2 separate regions of the Triticum aestivum genome follow, and region 2 is linked to region 1. The links are chromatin contacts, called in public Hi-C maps. All regions are on one chromosome and are shown on one strand. Each heading gives the region's core, a stretch centred on a gene start, on an enhancer-like site or on the middle of the called end of the contact. The rest is flanking DNA. Distances are from core to core; before and after follow the strand shown. Region 1 holds the start of LOC123074525. Region 2 holds the start of LOC123078536 (transcriptional corepressor LEUNIG).

Region 1 (7,142 bases), core at 1,787-4,286:
TGAAACATGAGATCCAATGGTGGGGAGGCGGAGCTGACGGCTGCCGGGAGCCGAGCTTGACTTCGACCGGCGGAGGTTGCCGGGGTCGAGATGGTCGCCGGGCCGCCTAGGACAGGAGACGGGAGGCACCAGGAGCCGGGGGAGCGGCCAACTCCGGCGGTGGCGCGCCGAGAGCTCCGAAAGGGTCTGGCAGCTTGGCGGTGGTCTGGCCGCTGGATTGGAGGTCGCCCGGCCACTAATCGACCTCGACGGCCAATGGTGGAGCGACGGTGACATTCTCTGGTGGTGGAGGGGGTGGGGGGAATGGCCGGAATCGGCGGCAGCGGCTGGGGTCGTGGCGGTTGTCTTGGCCGACGAGAATGAGCGGTGGGGTGGCTCCGGGCTGGGGTCGTTATGGGACCGGCGGCGAGAATATGTCAGAACCGGGCGATGATCAGGCGATGGGGAAGTTTCAGCGTGGCAGTTAGGTTCCCGCCGCAGCGTTTTGGTATTGGGCAGCCACTAGAGGTTTTTGGGCAGCACTTGGGGCTGAAGTTTTGGGCTGCCCACAATTTTTTGCATCATCAAGTAGAGATACATCATCTGCTGGAGCTGGTCCTTTTGGCCCAAAGTGCCCCAAACGGCAGTTGTTTGGGCACTGTGGCTGTTTTTTATCAGCTGTTGGAGAACTCATTACTGTGCAAGTTATGCTGTGCCATGTCTTTAGTTTCTCCAGTAGTAAAAGCATACCAATTGTCTAAGATAGCAGTGGACAAAGAAGGTTCACTATATGCCCTTGGCACTAGGAGGCTTTAATCAGTAGGTTTGACGAAACTGAAATATGTTTTACACCTTTCTGTAGAATTGTGTTCCTTGGTCCAAGAGTTTCCATTTGACCTGCTAGGGAACAAACGGAGCATGGTCCATTAGGTAGACACTGCATGATCAGACCAGTGCACCCAGAATAAGTTCCTCTTTGCTAATAATCATCTCCTATATATATCAAAGGCATCAAAGATTATGATTCAAATGGTATTTCCTCTAGGGATTTTATGAACCTTAATTATGTTAAGTTGTATGTTTCTTCCATCTCAAAAAAGAAGTTGCAAGTATCTTGTCGTCCAGTGGTGGTGGTGGATTTTTGAGTGGGAAGTTCTGTTACATGTATGCAGGGTCATGCAAAGGACATTCAGTCAGTTTGTTGGGACTCTGCGGGTGACTATCTTGCTTCTGTTAGTGAAGATGCTGTCAGAATATGGTCATTTACTTCTGGGCAGGACGGTGAATTTGTGAATGAGTTGAACTGCAGTGGGAACAAGTTTCAAACATGTGTTTTCCATCCAGCTCACCCTTCTTTGCTAGTCATTGGTTGTTACGAGGTAAGTTTCGAAAGTGCCCTTTTAATCCCGAGCCCAAATGCCCCTCTATGAACAGGAAAAAAATAAATAGAAAATTGATTGAATTTGGGCTCGATCTTAGTTTTCTTCCTTCATGCACATTTTGGTGATGAAATCACATTCGTGGAGGTTTGGGCAAAAATAACAAAATAGCACTCTAAAATGCTTAAAAAAAGTCCTTTTGGAGCATCAATTTTGTTTTTTTCACCCAGCGCCATAGAAATGCCTTTTCAACTTTACTGTTCACGAGGGTGCATTTGAGCTTGAGTGTAGAAACTCCATTTTGCGAGCATGCTGATAGTGTGTGTTGCTATACTCTGCCGTGCAGTCCTTGGAACTTTGGGACATCAGGGAGAAGAATGCCATGACCTTCAACAATGCTCATGACGGTTTAATTGCAGCCCTAGCAGCATCGAGCGCAACAGGCAAGGTTGCCTCAGTTAGTCATGACAGGCTTGTCAAGCTCTGGAAATGACTTGTAAAATAGTGACTGTTGTTTGTCGACTTTTACATTCTGTTGCTAGATTTTATAGAGAACAGGATGGTTCAGATAACCACATGACAAGGAGGTACTAGCTAACAAAAGGCAGGTTTGCGATTTGTGGTTGTCTTAGTTGTATCTTGTATGCTGCTTCTCAAGTTTGTAACTCGTTATAGAATGGGCTGTTTGCCTGCTGTTACAGTGAGGACTTTGTGCTGATTAAAAGTTACAGAACTACCCTTGCCGTCTCATGTATGCCCTTTTGGAAGTCACCGTCCTGAAGCCTTGTAACTCCCCTTGATAGAGAAGTAATATTTCCCAATCCCTATTTTATCAATCAAGAAAAACCGAGTAAAAATTAAGGCTGTCTAAGTGTTGCGTGATACTCAGCAACGTATGGGTGGAGGGCAAGGTAGCTTTGATTCTGCTGGCAAGTAGGAAGTCGCAATGCTTGCGCCGACCTAGGGTAGGCCGATGCATCAACTGGAGAGTAGTATGTCCAACGCACGGACGGTACAACAACTTCACTTTCACTAGTCTAGAGACTTGGACCATGTTGTGTGGGGCTAGTAGTTTTGGTGCACGGTTCCTTTCCCTAAGATAAAGCAGCAGCGATGGGGCCACGAGCCATCGATCTTCCAGACGGTCCCTCTGACCGCTCTACGTGTTCCCTCCCCACCAATAAAGCGCTGCACACTGGACGCACTCCCATTGGTCCAAAATCCTCACCCCCACTCTACCCACCCGACCACCGCCACCTTTACCCGCAGCAACATCACACGCAAAACCTCGAACTTCGCCCCACAGACATGTGGACCTCATAGCTCGGTCAGGCCCACGTCTCAGTGAGGTGCGCGTGCTTGTACTTGTGGCCGAAGCGAATCACGCCTTTTGCGCTCTCTTGCGTTCTAGGGATGGGGCAGCAAGCAAGGGACACGTCGCGCTAGCGCTAGTACAAATCTCTTCTCTTACTGGCTAGTCTGGTACTCATAGCAGATATTTAATCCGCTTGCGTGCCACGGCAGCCATGGCGAGCGCGCCCAATGGGGTCACGGCCTTTCACGTGCTGCCGCTGCCCGTCGGGGGCCAGGTGGTGTCGCGAGACCAATCATAGCCCGCGCCCACTCGCGACACCTGTGCTCCCTGACGCGTGTCCCTTGCGCGTCCTTGTATAAAACCAACCTGATTGCCGCCGTGGTCTACTCGCACCGCGCCGAGAAAGTAGCACTCAGTGTAGCTGAGACTAGTCGCTGCTGTTCTGTTCTGCTTCCACCGAGGCGCGTGGTGTATGATGGAGAGGAAGGGAGGGTGCTGCTTGGCGCCGAGGTACGCAGCCGGGGCCGCCCAGGCACAGGCAGGCCAGGGGTGGCACATGGGAAGGGCCATGCTGAAGTTTAGGCCCATCGCGCCAAAGCCGGCGGCGATGGCGCCTGCGCCGATGCCGGCCGTGCCGGCTGGGAAGGGGAAGCGGAAGGCGGTTGCAGGGGGTACTGGGAGGAGGGGACGGAAGCACAAGAAGCCAGCCACTGTGGCTGCACCGACGACGCAAAAGTTGGACTACGTGCAGGACAAGCCTTTGTCCTCGCCGTCCTCCTCCTCGTCGGGGATGACGTCCGTCGACTCGTCGCCTCCTCCACCCCTGCCTGCAACCCTGCCGCTCATGCCTGTGCTGCCGGCAGAGGAGGGGTTCGGTGGGGCGGCGCCGGTGGCGAATCTGGCGCCTGCCCACGTTGCCGGACTGGTCCTGCCGCCGCAGGCCTTGAGGCAAGTGGTGTCCTGGGTGACGGTTGAAGACGTTACAGGCATCTGGCGCGACGGCGAGGAGCCGTACGCTGCGGCCTGCGGCGGCGACGAGGGCCCAACGTTCGTGTCCGACCAGTGCGGCCGCGTCACCTGGACAAACGTGGCTTTCAACCGGGCAGTGTCCGGTAGGGAGGGCGCCGACGCTGCCATGGCCCCGTCGGCGGCTGCTTCCGAGGTGCGGGTGGTGCTCGCCGCCAAGGATGGCGCCCCCGTGCCGGCGTGGGGCTCCTGTGCCGGTTTCACCTGTCGGGTGCACGTCCCGTACGCATGCCCTCGCCGAGGTTCCCTCGTGGCCCCGTGCGACGTGTGGCGGCTAGACGCTGGCGGCTACCTCTGGCGGCTCGACCTTCAGGCCACCCTCAGCCTCTCCCTCGGCGGCTTCATTTGACTGCGTAACTGCGTACGCATTCCTTGTACGGAGACGTATGAACCAATCAAAATCATGTGTTAGTCTGCGCTATGATTATGATATTAATTTAGCAGTCATGATTCATGACCAGATTTGGTATACTCTTATTATGAACTGAACTAGAGTAATTTAAGAAGAGGGGTAGAGATGCAAGTGCAAAAGGATATCTTTCTAACAATGGTAGGGTCCCGAGGACTCATATGGAAGCATATCCCTTGACATACTGCAGGTGCCATTAGTCACCGATATGTCGGTCCAGGGATCCTTGTAGCCAAGCTACAAGAGAGCATGGTTTCTGTTTTGAATCGAAAGTGATTTATCCTTTGTCAATGGTTACAGAGAGTATATATATTTCCTGGAGAGACGCGACGATCCCGAAAAGATGCATCGGTTCCAGGAGGACGGGAGAGAGGCGACGGTTGCAACGGACACAGGCGTCCGTACCGGTGCAACTCGTTCGATGGGCAAGGGGAGATTTCCCTTAATTACAGATTATAGTTTAATCTTAACACTCCCCCTAATCTACGCTTGACCATGTAGAATTATCTTCACGATTGTCCGGGAAGCTCTATCATCTCAAAAGATTCTCCTTCAAAAGTTCTTCATAAAATCTTTGATGAGATCCTGAAACATATACTCACAAAGAAAGATAGCATAATGTGATGTCATTAAAATAAGGATATCTCAAGAAGAGACTCCCCCTGACACCTGCAAGTCCCCAAGTCTTCGCATACCAATTCCATGAACACAAATGTAGAATTTGGTAGAGACTTGGTAAATAAATCAGCAAGGTTGTCGCATGATTTGACTTGCAGAATGCTTATTTCCCCGCTTTTCTGAAGATTATGGGGGGAAAAACCATTTAGGAGAAATATGCTTGGTGATATTACTCTTGATGTATCCTGTTTGCATCTGCGCAACACAGGCCGCATTATCTTCATAGATAATGGTAGGTGATTTTATCGAACCCATTCCACATGACTGTTGTATGTGGTTTATCATTCTGCAAAGCCATACACATTCGCATGTTGCTTCAAATAATGAAATTATTTCAGAATGATTGGTAGATGTTGCCACCAGAGTCTGTTTCGAAGACTTCCATGATATAGCAGTGCCACCATGTAGGAACACGAAGCCGGTCTGAGATCTGGCATTATGGGGATCAGACAAATAACCGGCATCTGCATATCCAATCATATCAGAGTCCTGATTTTTCTGGAACTTGAAAAATAGGCCAAGATCCTTTGTGCCTTGGAGATATCGAAAGATATTCTTCACTCCAGACCAATGATGTTTGGTGGGAGCTGCGCTATGTCTAGCAAGTAGATTCACTGCAAATGCAATATCAGGTCTTGTGCAATTTGCAAGATACATAAGCGCTCCAACAGCACTAAGGTATGGAACTTCAGGTCCCAACACCTCTTCTCCATCATCCCTTGGTCTGAACGGATCTTTCTCTATGTCTAGAGATCGAGCCACCATGGGAGTTTTAGATGGATAGGATTTGTCCATATTGAATTTCTCCAATATTTTCTGGATATAGGCAGATTGGTGTACCATGATTCCCGAGGGAAGATGCTCAAGTTGAATACCTAAGCAAAATTTGGTTTTACCCAAATCCTTCATCTCAAATTCCATCTTTAGGTGATTGCGTGCTTCATCAATGTCTGGTGTGCTGCCGATGATGTTGAGATCGTCAACATACACAGAAATAATGCAAAATCCTGTAGAGGACTTCTTGATGAAAACACATGGGCAATCATCACTATTGGAGTAACCTTTCTGAAGAAGGAACTCACTGAGTCGGTTGTACCACATCCGTCCCGACTGCCTTAAGCCATATAATGACTTATTCAGCTTTACACAATACATGTTGCGTTTTGCATTTTTATTCGGGACAGAGATTCCATCAGGAACCTTCATATATATGTTCGAATCTAGTGACCCATAAAGATATGCGGTCACGACGTCCATCAACTGCATAGATAGACGATTTTGCACTGCCAAGGATATAAGATATCGGAAAGTGGTTGCACTCATTACTGGAGAATATGTTTCAGTGAAATCAATGCCGGGTTTTTGCGTGAAACCTTGTGCTACGAGCCTTGCTTTATATCTCACCACCTCATTGTTCTCGTTCCGTTTCTGGAGAAAAACCCATTTGAATCCCACAGGGAAAACACTGGGAGGTGTGGGTATTGCTTCAGTGAATACCTTTCTTTTGTTAAGCGAGGCAATTTCTGCTTGGATTGCATCCTTCCATTTAGGCCAGTCGGAGCGCTTTTGGCACTCAACGATAGACCTTGGATCATGATCAGTGAGAAGGGTATCTGCAATCTTTTCAGCAAAATATATGTCGACAGTCGTAGTCTTACGGTCAAATGATTCTCCAGAATCAACATAGTTGATGGAAATTTCCTGCACCCCTAGTGACTCTTCGTGATTTCCCAATACGATCGAGTCTGGGTGTTCCGATGTCCCAGTCAGTTTGTGCATACTGGAACTGGGTTGTGGAGGTTGCCCTTCCACTGGGTGTATACTACCCATCAGGTGTTTGTCAACGTTGAGTTGACCTGCATTTACTAACTTCGAGGTTTTTCTCCTCGATTTCCTTTGCTGCTTGCTAGAAGCATGCTCCGGGTCAGAGGCTGTACTACTCCCCCTCTTTTTAGGAATAGGGAGTTGAGTGGTTTTTATTGGTACCTCCACTCTTTCTGGCGCGTTTCTGGCCGGGTTTAAGGATTTTGTAACACCTTTCAAATCAGTAAATGAATCTGGCAGATTATTTGCAAGATGTTGCAAATTAATGATCTTTTGAACTTGAAGTTCGGTCTCTTGGGTACGTGGATCAGAGGATGAAATGGAATGAGCATTCCAATCAATTTCCGGGCATTCTTTCTGGTACTTGAAATCTCCCCCTAATGCCGGAAAATGTTCCTCATTAAATATGCAATCAGCGTGACGGGCTGTGAACAGATCCCCAGTCAGGGGTTCCAGGTACTTAATAATCGACGGCGATTTGTACCCCACATAGATCCTCAACTTCCTGTGTGGGCCCATAGATGTCCGCTGT
Region 2 (6,506 bases), core at 973-3,472, 610 kb before region 1:
TATATCTTAATGCTATGGTTGAGTTTAACATAATGCGCGTGTTAGTATTTGTGGATGCTTGCTAATAATTTCAATCATAAGTACGTATGATTCCAAGTAAGGATAGTATGTTAGTAGAGGCCTCTCCCACATATAAAACTGCAATGATGACGATCGGTCTAGTAACTTAACTAATTGCCTAGGGACAATTCCGGATATCCTACCACCTCTTTTTTCATACTCGCTATCTTTATTTTATTGTAATTTTACTTAAACAACACATAACTTTTATTTTGAAGTTCTTTATTGTCTTGCAAAGCTACCCTTTCTTATCTGCAAAGTAGTTATAGTTTTATTTTCTATGTAAAGCAAACACTTAGTGTACGTAGGATTGTATCAGTGGCATATAGGACCCGAGAGAATATTAATCTACCTTTAGCTCCTTGTGGGTTCAACACTCCATACTTACCACCTCCATCATGGGAAAGTGCTACGACAATTCGTTGCACGGAGGGATTATCAAGGACCTCGTCAAGGGAGGTTCGTCGAGTGTCATCGAGCCGCCCTTTGCCGCCACCATCGCGGGTGTGCCTGCAGGAGGTGGTGGGCATCGAGCTTGTGCATCACATGGGAGGGGTAGACGAGCCTTGCGGGGAAGAGCACCATGTTGTTGAGCAACATTACACTCCCGCTGCCGCTGAATACCAAGGACATGGTGCTCGCCATGCTGCATGAGAACCAGGACCGCCACGACGTTGCGTGGGAGGTGAAACGGGAGGATTGCGAGAGAGAGAGAGGAGAGAGAGAGAGACGGGTGGCCCCTGTGGACTGTGGTCATCTTTAACGCCTTGGCCCTTGGCGGTTAACAACCGTCACCTCCGCGGCCAGCCCTTTGCCACGTTTGAATCAGCGTCAAGTGACGTTCAATGCTTTTGGCAAAATTTTAACGTCGGTGTCTTTTTTTTGACAAAAAGAAAATGGGTGATTTTTCTACTAATGTCACCATGATAGTAATGGTTTTATGCTTTTTACTCCTGAGAAGCAATCTCTACAAGTCACATTGCTTTCAGGATAATGGGTGAGAGACATGCCACTGAACCAACAGACTTCAATTAGGCATTGTTTGCTTAAGAGAACAGCATGCAACAAACCCACGTGACCCCTGTCCAGTTGATAAACTAAACATATCGATCGGGTTTCTCCACGAACTTAACATACAGATTGCCAGTGATTTTTCCCTTACGCTTCGAAGGACACAGACGTAGTAGTACTGATTAATTAATGCGTCTTTCGAATAATCAGTGGAACCTTCATGATTAGCACCTACCAATCGTATCAATCAAACAAAGATGTTGCTAATACGTAATTGTGAGCCTGGTTTCTTCAACAAACAACTACTAGTACGTAGCATATAGCTATCTTTGACTAACCGAATACTGTCAAAAAGAAAGAAAGAACTGTGAGAAAAAAATTCTTTGACTACTCAAAAATCACAGATTAACTCTAAGTGCACATGTGAACCAACATGTGGTTGGATGGTTAGAGGGACCGGTATCCCCAGCCCATCAGGGTTCAAGTCCTGGTGCTTGCATTTATTCCTGAATTTATTGCAGGATTTCCGGCGATGCGCATTCAGTGGGAGGAGACGTTCCCGTCAATGACGAGGTGCCTATGGTGCTTCCTAAATTTGAAAATGATATGCCGGCTCAATCTTTCGGGGGTGCTTATAGGGGTGAGTGTATGCGCGTGTATATGTTGCGTCTGTACTGTGTTAAAAAAAACTCTAAGTGCACATTATTTTAGTTGTGAGACTGCAATTACAAAATAGTCAAAGCGATCATTTATGTGTCGATGTTTTTCAATGTCCTAAAATCAAAATTTCAGTCACAAAGCTACCGGGCATCGTCTGAGTCCAAATTTGATGTCAAATTCTTTTTTTTTTTCTGAGGAAGTCAAATTCTTCGGTTGTATGGTGCCGATGTGCGTTACTTGCGTGCTGCGCAGTATTTTGGAAGTATGCAATTTATCACCATGTCTCCAGACTCCAGTAGCCTCCGTGATGTAAAAGCTTCGCAAAGAAAAGAAAAAAAACGTATGAATGGCTTCCACGCTGAACCCTAAGAATTGACAGTAGGCCCCTTGACGGAATTAATATTCCTGGACCCACGCGTCATACACAAACCATCAGTTCCCATACAAGTCTCTGGTACACGCAGCGCGGCCAATCCCCCTCTCCCCTCCCTCCCGTCGATTTTGTCTTCCTCTCCACTTCTCTCCCACCCCTCTCTCTCTGCTACGCCTACGCTCCACTCTCTCCTCCCGTCCCGCCGTTGCAGACGCATCCAACCTTCTCCTCTCGCCTCCCCCACCCAGTCACCCCTAAGGGCTTGCCCTTGCTGCGGGGGAGAGATACGCGCGCCCACCGTCCCCGGCGGCTGCGGGGAGCTAGCGCGTCACTGCCCGCGCCCAGTCGCCGTAGAGGCGGAGGCGCTTGTCGGGGGGAAACACCACCCTGGCCGGGCTCCTTTCTCGTGGGCGCCTCCGGATTTGCTAGGTTGTGGCGCCGGGTGCGGAGCCATGTCGCAATCTCAGTCTCAGTCCCAGTCTCAGTCGCAGACCAACTGGGAGGCGGATAAGATGTGAGGATATCTTCTAAAATCCTTGGTTTGTTGCATGCTTCCTTGTGTTGATTCGTGGAGTTCTGCGGTCACGGTGCTTCCTGGGCGAGCATTGTGATAGATCAGTACCTGCGAGCAGCGAGCGAGAGGGGAATATCGTTTTGTGGGAGCTCCTATTTCTCAGCGGTTCCCATTTAGCTCCTCTTTTCCGGGTAGGCTCAGCTTAGCGAGTAATTGCAGGCACGATTTGTGTCCTGTTTGCATACAATTAATTCACTTCCCGACTAGACTGTCTGTGTAAGTTTGTATTAGTGATTTTAGTATACAATTAATTTCGTTCCGAAGCTTAGGTTTTGATAGAGTGTGCGATTTTTGTCAAAATCTATTGTGAAACGATGAATTTTTTTAGTACTTCTCTATTAATTGGTAATATTTTCACGAGGGCTGCACTTTTGAACACGAAGTAGCTTCGTTATTTCAGGAGGTTGCAGTTTCACAAGCCTACTGATGATGATTCTCTCGCAAAGAAAAGCCTAATAATGATAATATTTTCTTCCGAAAAGGAGGCTGGGACCCCCGGCCTCTGCATAAAAAATGATGCACACGATCATTTTTATTAAATTATTCAACAAAGCCTGCAAGAACAAGGGGATGTTCAGAGTTGTACTAATTATCGTAGAATTAAGCTGATGAGCTATACAATGAAGCTCTGGGAGAGAGTCATTGAGCACCGCTTAAGAAGAATGACAAGCGTGACCAAAAATCAGTTTGGTTTCATGTTTGGGAGGTCGACCATGGAAGCCATTTTCTTCGTACAACAACTAACCTATTGAGAGATACAGGTAGCAAAAGAAATACATGCATATGATGTTCATTGACTTGGAGAAGGCCTATGGTAAGATACCGCGGAGTGTCATGTGGTGGGCCTTGGAGAAACAAAAGTCCCAACAAAGTACATTACCCTCATCAAGGACATGTACGATAATGTTGTGACAAGTGTTCGAACAAGCGATGACGACACCGATGACTTTTCGATTAGAATAGGACTGCACCAGGGGTCAGCTTTGAGCCCTTATCTTTTTTGCTTTGGTGATGGATGAGGTCACAAGGGATACACAAAGAGATACCCCATGGTGTATGCTTTTTGCGGATGATGTGGTGCTATTCGATGATAGTTGGACAGGGGTTAATAGGAAGTTAGCGCTATGAAGACAAACCATGGAATCGAAAGGTTCAGGCTTAGTAGAACTAAAACCGAGTACATGAGGTGCAATTCTAGAAATACTAGGCACGAGGAGGTTAGCCTTGATGGGCAAGTGGTGCCTCAAAAGGACACCTTTCGATATTTGGGGTTGCAAAAGGATGGGGATATTGATGAAGATGTGAACCATCGAATTAAAGCCGGATGGATGAAGTGGCGCCAAACTTCTGGCGTTCTCTGTGACAAGAGAGTGCCACAAAAGCTAAAAGACAGGTTCTATAGGACGTCTATTCGACCCGCAATGTTGTATGGCGCTGTGTGTTGGCCGACTAAAAGGTGACATGTTAAACAGTTAGGTGTAGCGGAGATGCGCATGTTGAGATGGATGTGTGACCACACCAGGAAGGGCCGGGTCCGGAATGATGATATACGTGATAGAGTTGGGGTAACACTGATTGAAGAGAAGCTTGTCCAACATCGACTGAGATGGTTGGGGCATATTCAACGTAGGCCTCCAAAAGCTCCAGTGCATAGCGGACGGCTAAAGCATGCTAATAATGTCATGGTAGGTCGGGGGTAGACCGAACTTGACATGGAAGGAGTCCGTAAAGAGAGATCTGAAGGACTGGAGTATCACCAAAGAACTAGCCATGGACAGGGGTGCGTGGAAGCTTGCTATCCTTCTGCCAGAACCATGAGTTGGTTGCGAGATCTTATGAGTTTCAGCTCTAGCCTACCCCAACTTGTTTGGGACTAAAGACTTTGTTGAAACTTTGTTGTTGGTGTTGTATTCAACGAAGCCTGACAAAAAGAATACATCGATCAACCTGAAGCCATCTCGATTGTGGCTGCTGTCGCTACCCCACAAGCTCAATGATGGGAGTGGCCATGATTAGGGCCATGTGTCCTGACCTCTCAGTGAAGCCCCACCATCTAGATCCGGAGGCCTCACCAAGCTGCCCAACAGCGAGCCGGGAGCACAAACCGGTCCAATAGACCCTCATGCACCGCATGCGCATGCTTTGGAAGCCGTCGCCGTCTTCAGGACAGGGACCATGCATAACCCTCACCGGCCCTGCCGTTGACATCGCCACGACGCCAAATAGTGCGACCACTCTGCATGCGTCTGTTGCTGAGACTCGGCTACGCCACGCCGCCGAGACCCGCCGTCGTCGATGTGGTAGATGCAACACCGCTCCATCTCATGGCTCCTCTAGCCAGCACCTGCTCCAAACCGATGCCCCTCGAGAAGTCAACACGGTTTTCACCGGCAGTCGCACCACTCCAAACCCGCAGCTGACTAGATCCGTGCGGAGCCGCGCAGCGAAGGTGCACGCAGCCGCCGGAACACCGACAATGGGACTCCAGCTGCCCCTCACTGGCCCTATGCGCCGCTGGCCGACCAAGAGCCACACCGACGAAGGATCTGGGCAAGGATCAGATCCACGGCCCACCGCCACCAACTGTCGCCAAAGAAGCACCAGACCATGGAGGCGACAACCACCGCAACACAACTAGGGCCGCCTGCCCTGGCCGTCGCGCACGATCTCCCCACAGGCACTTCCCTAGCCGCACCATTGGGTCACCGCCGCGAACCACCACCCAGGCACCTTCAGCGCCTTGCCGCCGCCACCGCGGCCAACACCGGCGACAACGGCGGTAGGGGAGACGCCTAGGTTGGGGGGCTTCTGGCGGCGCTAGGGTTGGGCCCCCGGCGTCGCCCTGGGGAGCCACGCGAGGAGCGTTTTTTTCTTTTTGACGAGGCCCTCTATATTGTGGCCACGCCTACTAATGATGATTGGTGGTAATTATTTGTGGTTCATGTGTAGTAGGTTGCTACCTAAATATTTTATGTGAATAGTAAAAGGTCACAATTTTTAAAGCGCTAGTATAGAACACATTAGGACTTGCTTTTTAAGCTTCTAGCTCATCATTAATTTGTTATTGAGAATGTGAGAACATAAAATAAAGTTAATGCAGTAGCATTCCTCGTTTTCTAATGACAGTTTACTTGTGAATTCGAACTTATCTGGTTCAAACTTCAACACCCATTTCACAAAACTAAACGATTGATTGTCTAATAACACAGGTTGGATGTCTACATATATGACTATTTTGTGAAGAGAAATTTGCAGGAAACTGCAAAAGCCTTCCAAACGGAAGGGAAGGTTTCACCAGATCCAGTTGGTATGTACCTCTCAGCAAGTTGACATGAAGCTATTTTAGTAAGTAGGTTTTAGTTTCCCCATATCGAGTGCTACTGTTCACTTTCTGCGGTTATCTTTCTCATAGCAATTGATGCTCCTGGTGGCTTCCTTTTTGAATGGTGGTCGGTATTTTGGGATATATTCATAGCAAGAACAAATGAGAAGCATTCAGATATTGCAGCATCATATATTCAGGTATGTACCTTTGCTCTTTCTTTCTGTAATATATTATCCACTTCATGGGTAAAACTTAAAAAACCTGGTTCTAAAAGGAAAAATGGGAAATACCACAATGATGTATTGTTTCATTTTTGTACCACCAAAATATCACAGAGAACAGGATTGTATCACTTCCGCTAGTATGACGTGGCCAGCTATAGTATAGATCTGCCAAATTTGACCCTTCTATTACCTTCCTTCCCAAAGCTTCCTATTCCCTACACTGATCTGAGCTCTGTTTCTTCTCCTGTCCACTACTCTGAGCTTTAACACCTAATTCTC

The links. Hi-C and Micro-C count contacts between places; a contact is called where the count stands out from the background.
Region 2: a contact with region 1 is called in a Hi-C map of leaf, with 5 times the contacts expected there. The contact joins the promoter of LOC123078536 here to the promoter of LOC123074525 in region 1. A contact is called at or near these places in 2 of 5 Hi-C or Micro-C datasets (both in leaf).

The regions. Positions count from the first base shown.
Region 1 is chr3D:299,941,117-299,948,258 of IWGSC CS RefSeq v2.1, reverse strand. LOC123074525 reads left to right here and starts at 3,036. Exons shown (of 1, transcript XM_044497341.1): 1 at 3,036-4,278. The coding sequence starts at 3,146. The coding sequence ends at 4,048. LOC123078535 (transcriptional corepressor LEUNIG) reads left to right here. Exons shown (of 18, transcript XM_044501078.1): 17 at 1,152-1,358; 18 at 1,705-2,094. The coding sequence ends at 1,851.
Region 2 is chr3D:300,551,787-300,558,292 of IWGSC CS RefSeq v2.1, reverse strand. LOC123078536 (transcriptional corepressor LEUNIG) reads left to right here and starts at 2,222. Exons shown (of 18, transcript XM_044501079.1): 1 at 2,222-2,618; 2 at 5,888-5,985; 3 at 6,091-6,200. The coding sequence starts at 2,557.